2 separate regions of the Mus musculus genome follow, and region 1 is linked to region 2. The links are chromatin contacts, called in public HiChIP or PLAC-seq maps. All regions are on one chromosome and are shown on one strand. Each heading gives the region's core, a stretch centred on a gene start, on an enhancer-like site or on the middle of the called end of the contact. The rest is flanking DNA. Distances are from core to core; before and after follow the strand shown. Region 1 holds the start of Adgrb1 (adhesion G protein-coupled receptor B1). Region 2 has its middle 30 kb from the start of Gm52173.

The links. HiChIP or PLAC-seq counts read pairs in DNA pulled down with a chosen protein or histone mark.
Region 1: a contact with region 2 is called in an H3K4me3 HiChIP or PLAC-seq map of embryonic basal ganglia, with 6 times the contacts expected there. The contact joins the promoter of Adgrb1 here to the enhancer-like site in region 2. A contact is called at or near these places in 11 of 39 promoter capture datasets (the 3T3-L1 cell line, 3T3-L1-derived adipocytes, the C10 cell line and 8 more), 1 of 15 datasets of contacts at CTCF or cohesin (large pre-B cells), 5 of 484 Hi-C or Micro-C datasets (cerebellum, embryonic stem cells and stem cell-derived neural progenitor cells), 16 of 115 datasets of contacts at active chromatin or transcription factors (VIP interneurons, craniofacial prominence, embryonic basal ganglia and 9 more) and 2 of 9 other capture datasets (embryonic stem cells and pancreatic islet).

The regions. Positions count from the first base shown.
Region 1 is chr15:74,514,925-74,517,989 of GRCm38.p6, forward strand. Adgrb1 (adhesion G protein-coupled receptor B1) reads left to right here and starts at 1,272. Exons shown (of 31, transcript NM_174991.3): 1 at 1,272-1,942.
Region 2 is chr15:73,931,822-73,935,286 of GRCm38.p6, forward strand. No RefSeq gene overlaps it. Among named protein-coding and RNA genes, the nearest start is that of Gm52173, 30 kb to the left of the region's middle. Within about 2 kb of position 1,405, at least 24 of the 459 cell types and tissues checked have an H3K27ac peak or open chromatin away from gene starts, as enhancers often do. A contact at or near this core is called in embryonic basal ganglia, where this site is marked.

The DNA of each region.
Region 1 (3,065 bases), core at 22-2,521, 580 kb after region 2:
TGACTGTGATGTTGATGGAACTGATAAGATGTTTTAGTGGGAGTTACAGGACAGCAGTGTGGGTCCTGACACCTGGCAGGGAGAGTGCTGACAGTGGCTGTGAGTTTGTATTGTTGTTGACAGTGGCCTCCGAAGAGAGATGCAAACATCCGGACCCCATGTGTCCTTGGGTAGCAATGGTACTGCCACTGGTCTGCTAAAGTGTGCAAAGTAGTGGGCCCTGTACAAAAGGTTTTGAGTTCAGGGCAAATCACAAATTGTGAAACAGGAGCAAGGGGTCTGATGCAGAAGCATCTTGGTGGAAAAGAACACAAGGCAACTTTTCTGAGGCCAGGGTTTCCAGGACTCTTGTTGTCAGCCTAGACCTAGAGTGTCAAATCTTTTGACATTGAAACATGGCATTGTGGCCTACATATGTGTTGGGTCACATCCATTGTTGTCCTGGGATGTATGGGTGAACATACCTTATAGAGAGAGGCACCCCTTTGGGTCCCTAACAGAGGAGGAACCAGGGATCTTATGATGGAAGACAAAGCAACTGAGGTCTCTCTCCACCCATGGATGGAAACTGGCAGGCAGGGACACTTTAAAACCCACCCCCCTTTGACTCTGTCCCTGGCGGGCTCCCCTCCTCTCAGCATCACAGGACAGAAAGTCTAGACCGGTCAGGCCCAAATGAAGTGGTTCAGTGCCCCACCCCTGCTCTCCCTGGAAGGGCCCCAGTCCCTGCCTCTGACTCCATCTCTTTACCCATCACTCATCCAACCCACCCACCCACTCATCCACCTATGCATGCATCATCCTTCCATCTGCGTGGCCCACCCATCTATGTAGCCCTCCCCATGGTGCCACCCACCAAATCCACTTTCTTCCAGTCCTGCTCACCCTCACCCGCCTCCGCAATTCCACCGACCCTGACCCTGATGGCTACCTGTCCATCCATCAACCCTCCCGACAGCCTCTACCTACATTCACCTGCCTCCACCACCCACACACCTATTGGTCTGTGCACAGCCCTTAACTCCTCTTCTCCAACCATCCGTTTGTTGGTCCACCACTTGTCACCCAGATGCAGCCACTCCCCTGCTCCTGGAGGAGAGCACAGTCCCAACTCTTGGCTTTCCTGCTGCGTGGGGCAGGAGTCGGCTGTCTTAGGTGCGCTCGCCTGAGCGTCGCACTCCTTCTCCGTGATCCCGCTCCCCTCCTCCCAACCCGCCCCCCGCTCGCGCTCCCCCTCTAATGTGTGATCTGGAAGCTCTATAAAGCCTGATGTAATCCGTAATGCAGTCTCTGGCTCCCGATTCGGGATCCAGTTTCAGAGAGCGAGAGATTGGGGAGCGCCGGCAGCCGGGCGGGGGAGCAGCTTGCCTCTCTCCTCCTCCTTCTCCGCGTCCTCGGCCTCCTCCTCCTTCTGCCCGCGCCGCCCCGCCCCCGGCTCCGCTCCGCTCCCCCCCCCCCGCCCCCAGGAAGGGAAAAAAGGCGAGAAGAGCCGGGCAGGCGAGAGGACCGGAGCGGCGGCGCGGCCGGAGAGGGAGCGGCGGGCGCAGGCGGTGGTGGCGGCGGCGGCGGCGGGCGCGGCGTTGGCGGCGGCCCCGGCAGAGCGAGCTGAGCGGGCGAGCCGGCGGCACAGGCGTCCGCGCCGCGTCCTGGCCAGCCTCCGGGCCCGCGCGCCCAGCACAGCCCGCAGCCAGGGCATCCGGACCCTTCTGGCGCCCGGGGGGCTCCGCCAGGCAGGGGGTGGGGAGGAGCCTGAGAGCGCCCGCGGGTGCGCTCTTGGGAACGTCTCGGCGGGGCCCAAAGCGAGTCGGGGGCGGCAGCGACAGTAGCCCCAGCTCGGATCGGGCGCGCGGCTCGGCCGCTGGCGACGCGGTGCGCTCCGGGGGCTTTGCAAGTCGCTGGATCAAGTCCTTGCTCGCCCGTGGGGCCTCTGCTGCTGGGGAAGGTAAGAACGGCTCCGAAGGGGGTGGGGGCGCGGCGAAAGGGGGCGTCTCGCTCTGGGAGGGGGTCGGAGGAGGGATGGCCTCCCGGACTTCCTAACTTCGCCGTTTGGAGCTTCGCAGCTCTCAGGATTAGGCTTGGAGCTCGGGAGTTTGAAAGCCCCCCCCCAAGCCCCATTTCCCCAGCCCCCTTCCTCTTCTAGCGGCGGCAATGGAATCTGGCAGGTCCCTGCGATCCCGCATTGGGCGGGCTGAGGAGGGGGCGCCCTGGACGTGGGAGAGGCTTCTTGGTGCTCCTCACCTCCCCCTCATCCTTACCAGGCAGAGCCGGGCCAACCTGGCAGGCTCAGTCAGAGAAGCACCCCCTGCTCTATTACCCCCACAGACCCAGGGCGCGCTGGGGAAGGCGTTCCCGTGGTGTTCCGACACAGAGATGCTAGCAGGGGTCTGAGGGAGCCCCACCTGGCTCCCTATGCTGGCCCAAGGAGGCTCGCGAGAGACAACCCGGTGTGTCCCCCATTCCCTGATCTTACCCAGAGCCCGTTACATATATTATAGGGCCCGGCTGCATCTCATCCCCACCCCCAGCACAGAGCTGGAGGCGGGCAGAAAAGCCCCCAGACTTCCCGTCACAGCTCTCACCTACAGACCCGACAATGGCAGAGGAGACCCCCGGAGGCTTATCTCCAAATTCGGAAAAAAGGGCTGTCCTCGCGCCCCCACCATCACAACTGACACGCGCATACGCCCTAGCTCATTCCTTCCCGGTGTTCTTTCCTGTTCGGTTGGACAGGCGGCGCAGATAGGCTGCCCTGAACTTTGGGTCGGCCCGCTGCCCTCTCCGACCGAAGCAGCGGAGCTGGGCACCGAGCACTCCCGGTTGCGTTTCTCCAGTGGGCAGAGGCCACCAGCCTCCGCTGCCGCTGCGCTCTTTCGGAGCTGCGTGCCGTTGCCTCTAGGAATGAGCATGGCCCCCGCCCCCTCCTGAAATTCTGAGGGCTCGGGATCCGGCCCGGAGCCCTTTGCTCTGGTCCTCTGTGCAGCCTAAGCAGAACAGAAATTATCCCTGCCCCCGGGGAGGTGGGCAGCTGAATGGAGAATCGCAGCGAAGCTAGGTGGCTTGAGGGT
Region 2 (3,465 bases), core at 155-2,654:
CTTTGAGGTTTCAGAAGCTCAAGCCAGGCCCAGTCTCTCTCTCTCTCTCTCTCTCTCTCTCTCTCTCTCTCTCTCTCTCTCTCTCACACACACACACACACACACACACACACACACACACACACACATCTTGCTGCCTGCTGGTCTGGATGTAGGACTCTCAGCTAACTCACAGGCACCATGTCTGACTGTGTCCTGCCACGCTTCCTACATGACAATAAATGGCCTAAACTTCTGAACTGCAAGCTAGTCCAAATTAAACACTTGCTTTCCTTTATAAGAGTTGCTGTGGTCACGGTGTCTCTCCACAGCAATAGAAACCTTAAGACAGCTGACTGGGACAATATTATAATTTGAATGTGCATCAGGCTCTGAACAGCCCATAAGTGGGTTGCAGCACAGAGAAGGAAAGAGCTCTGCCTAAGGTCTCACAGCATGTTTCTGGTAGAGTCAAGCTTTATGTCTGACGATGCTCTCTGTCATGTTTTTTTTTTCTGGTCCCCTGAGCTTGGAAAAATGTGGCACCTTGCATCAGGCGTCCTAATCTGCAGGTGCTCCTCATTTGAGCCAAGAGGGACATACCTCTACTCTAGAAAGCAGATCCAGCAAATACATCATAACTTGACCCTGGACCCACCTCTCTAGCCTCAGTTACTCTTGATGTCTCCTTCCCATATTCCCTAGAACTCAGTGCTTATCATGTGCAGACAGGCACTGGGGTCTTCTGAGCCTTTGTAAGGGCATCATCCTCCTGAATCCTAGCCTGAAAACTCGTATACACCCTACAAAGCCCTGCTGAGTCAATGCTTCCTATCCAGTCCCTCTGACCCTCTTCTGCCTTGGCATGGCCACTGATAGTCCCCAGGACAGAGACTCTGACTTGGCTACAGCCTGTGCTCCTTAAGTAGCTGCATGATCATAGGTTGGATCAGTTTCCTTGAGCCTTAGTTTCCCTGATCTGTGAAATGGGAGCAAGAGTAATAATGTCGTACAGAGGTGACATGACCATGGAGTGGGCTCATCATGCTTGGGGCATGCTTGTGCAATGAAGGTAGGTGATAGTAATGGTAATAAGTGTGTTCACTGTTGCAGTGTTACTCTGGACCAGGGCACCCAGGGGGCAGCAGTGATGCTTTCCTCCCCGTTGTGACTTGGGGATCATCTATGCCAAGGTTGTGGCTCCTCCTGCTCTCTACATCAGCAGCCTAAGGGGCCAGTAAGCAATGGCTGATGGGAGCCACAGCTGAGAACTCTGGGTGTCTCAGAATGGTCTGCAGGGAACAGGTTTTTCCCATGCAGCTGGTGAGCCCACTGGAGGTTCAAACATTCTGTGGGGTAAACAAAGTAGCCTGTAGGCCCCCTGGCCTGTCAGCTGGCAAGCAGAGGAGACTCTCAGAGCCCTGTGGGACTCGCTTGTCTTCCACACCTGCAGTTCGCTCGCTGGTGTGTACAAACACCCCCATTACGCCTGATTACAAGCCATTAGAGTAATTAGGGTGGCCCTCCACCCCCCGGGGCTGGGAGCCAGCTGTGCTGGGGTCTGGGGCAGAATAGCAAGCAGCTTCCTCACAGGCAGGCTTGGGGCAAGCTGGAGCTAGGGGGCTTGGGAGGCAGGTCCTCTTGGGCTCAGGTAACCTGTCCTCTGGGCCCTGGTATACCCCTGTGGTGGGCATGGGCTCACATGGTGGGCAGCTCTTTCTCCTGCTGTCCCCGAAAAGCTGTCTCTGCTCTCTTTGCATTTGCTATCCTGCCCTGTTACTCTGCACTCAAAGGCTGCCTGGGGTCAGGACTTCTTGGCTGGGGGCTGGGGTTTGGGGGCTGGGGGCTGGGGGGGTATGCTGTGCACAATGGACTGGGAGCTACATGGCCGGCCTCTGCCCACTAGATGCCAGTAGTACCCTCTGTCCATGTTATATCAACTAGAACACTTCCAGACATTACCAAGTGTCCCCTGGGGCGGCCTCCACCCCTCTGAGAGCCTGCTGGGATCTCAGATCCTGATTTGTCATTCTGCCAGAGAGCTGCCACATTCTTCTGCTTTATCTGGTCTGTCAGTGTTGTAGCTCTTCCCTCCCTCCTCCCTGCCTTCCCTCCTCCTTCTCTTCCCCCTCCTCCTCTCCTCCCCACCTCCTCTTTTATCCACCCATAGAAGCCTTTCAAGCCAGAGTGCTTATTCACCTCTGGCCTGTCACCCCCAGGGATGCCCAAGTCAGACAGACCTCACATCGTCACTGCTCTGACCCTCCACACAGAGCTAGCAGCCCCATCCTGCTGGACTTAAAAAAGCCATTTGAGGTACACACTTGCCCAGGGGAAAAGAAAAGAGGCCGGATACTGTTTGTTCTGGGACTCGGGAGTGCGGGGGTGCCTCAGAGCTCGGCCAGGGATGTCCTCACTATGGCCTTGTTCTTTTTTTTTTTTTTTTTTTTGTAACCTGCTCACAGCCTGGCCCAGACTCACTGGCCATATCTTTAATTGGGTAATTTCACCAATTTTATGATAATAACTTTTTCAATTCCTAGTTGCCTGAAGTTGGGACGCTTTTATAAGGCTGGGGTATCATGGTTGCCGTGGTGGGGAGATAGCTAGGGTGCAGCTTGCTCACGTGGAGACTGGAACTTGGTGAGAACTGATAAGACATTGGTGACATGTCTGCCTGGCTCTTTATTACTCGATCTCCCTGCATATGTGACATGGTGTGACATTGCTTTAAGGAGTGCTGGCTGGTCCCAAAGACGCTCCATCCTTTGGATTGCCCTGGGTGAGGGAATCCAAGGGACTTGGAACTTTCGAGGATAAAGCAGGGAACCCCCCAGGAAATGAGATCACTGGCTCCGTTGTCCTCCCTTCCTTGGGTCAGGGTTGACTCCGTGACTGTTTTGGTAACTGAATGTGACTAACTATGTGCTAACAAACAATTTCCCTCCCACCCAAATCCTGAAGCCCTGTGTGGACTTCTGGAATATTCCATGTGTAAATACCCCTATCACTTTGATTTTTAGCTGCCAGAGTGATGTCCTAGTGCCAAGAGGCCCTGATTGGCTAAAGGAAAGATGAGAGCATGTCCAAAGCACAGAGCTGATCCCCCAGGAGGGCTGTGCAGGTCCTGTTTCAGAACCTACCACCTTGGGACAAGCCCAGCCTAGGCTGTTGGTAAATATCATCACTGGCAGATGGACCAGAATATCCTAGCCAAGGCTATTCTGAGCCAGTCTCCAGCCAACCCTGAGCAGAAGAGCTGGCCTTTCCTCCCTCATAGCAGGCATGTGATGCACAAGCAAACCTTGGGGGAGACCCTAGTGAAGCATGGACCCCTTACCTCTGAGCTCACTGTTCAACTCTATGGTTTGAAGCAGTAGTATTCTTTAAATCATAGATTTATTTTATTGTTTTAAATAATGTGTATAGGTGTGTATCTCTGTGAGGATAAATGCATATAAGCGCTAGGCCAGAAGAGGCCAGAGG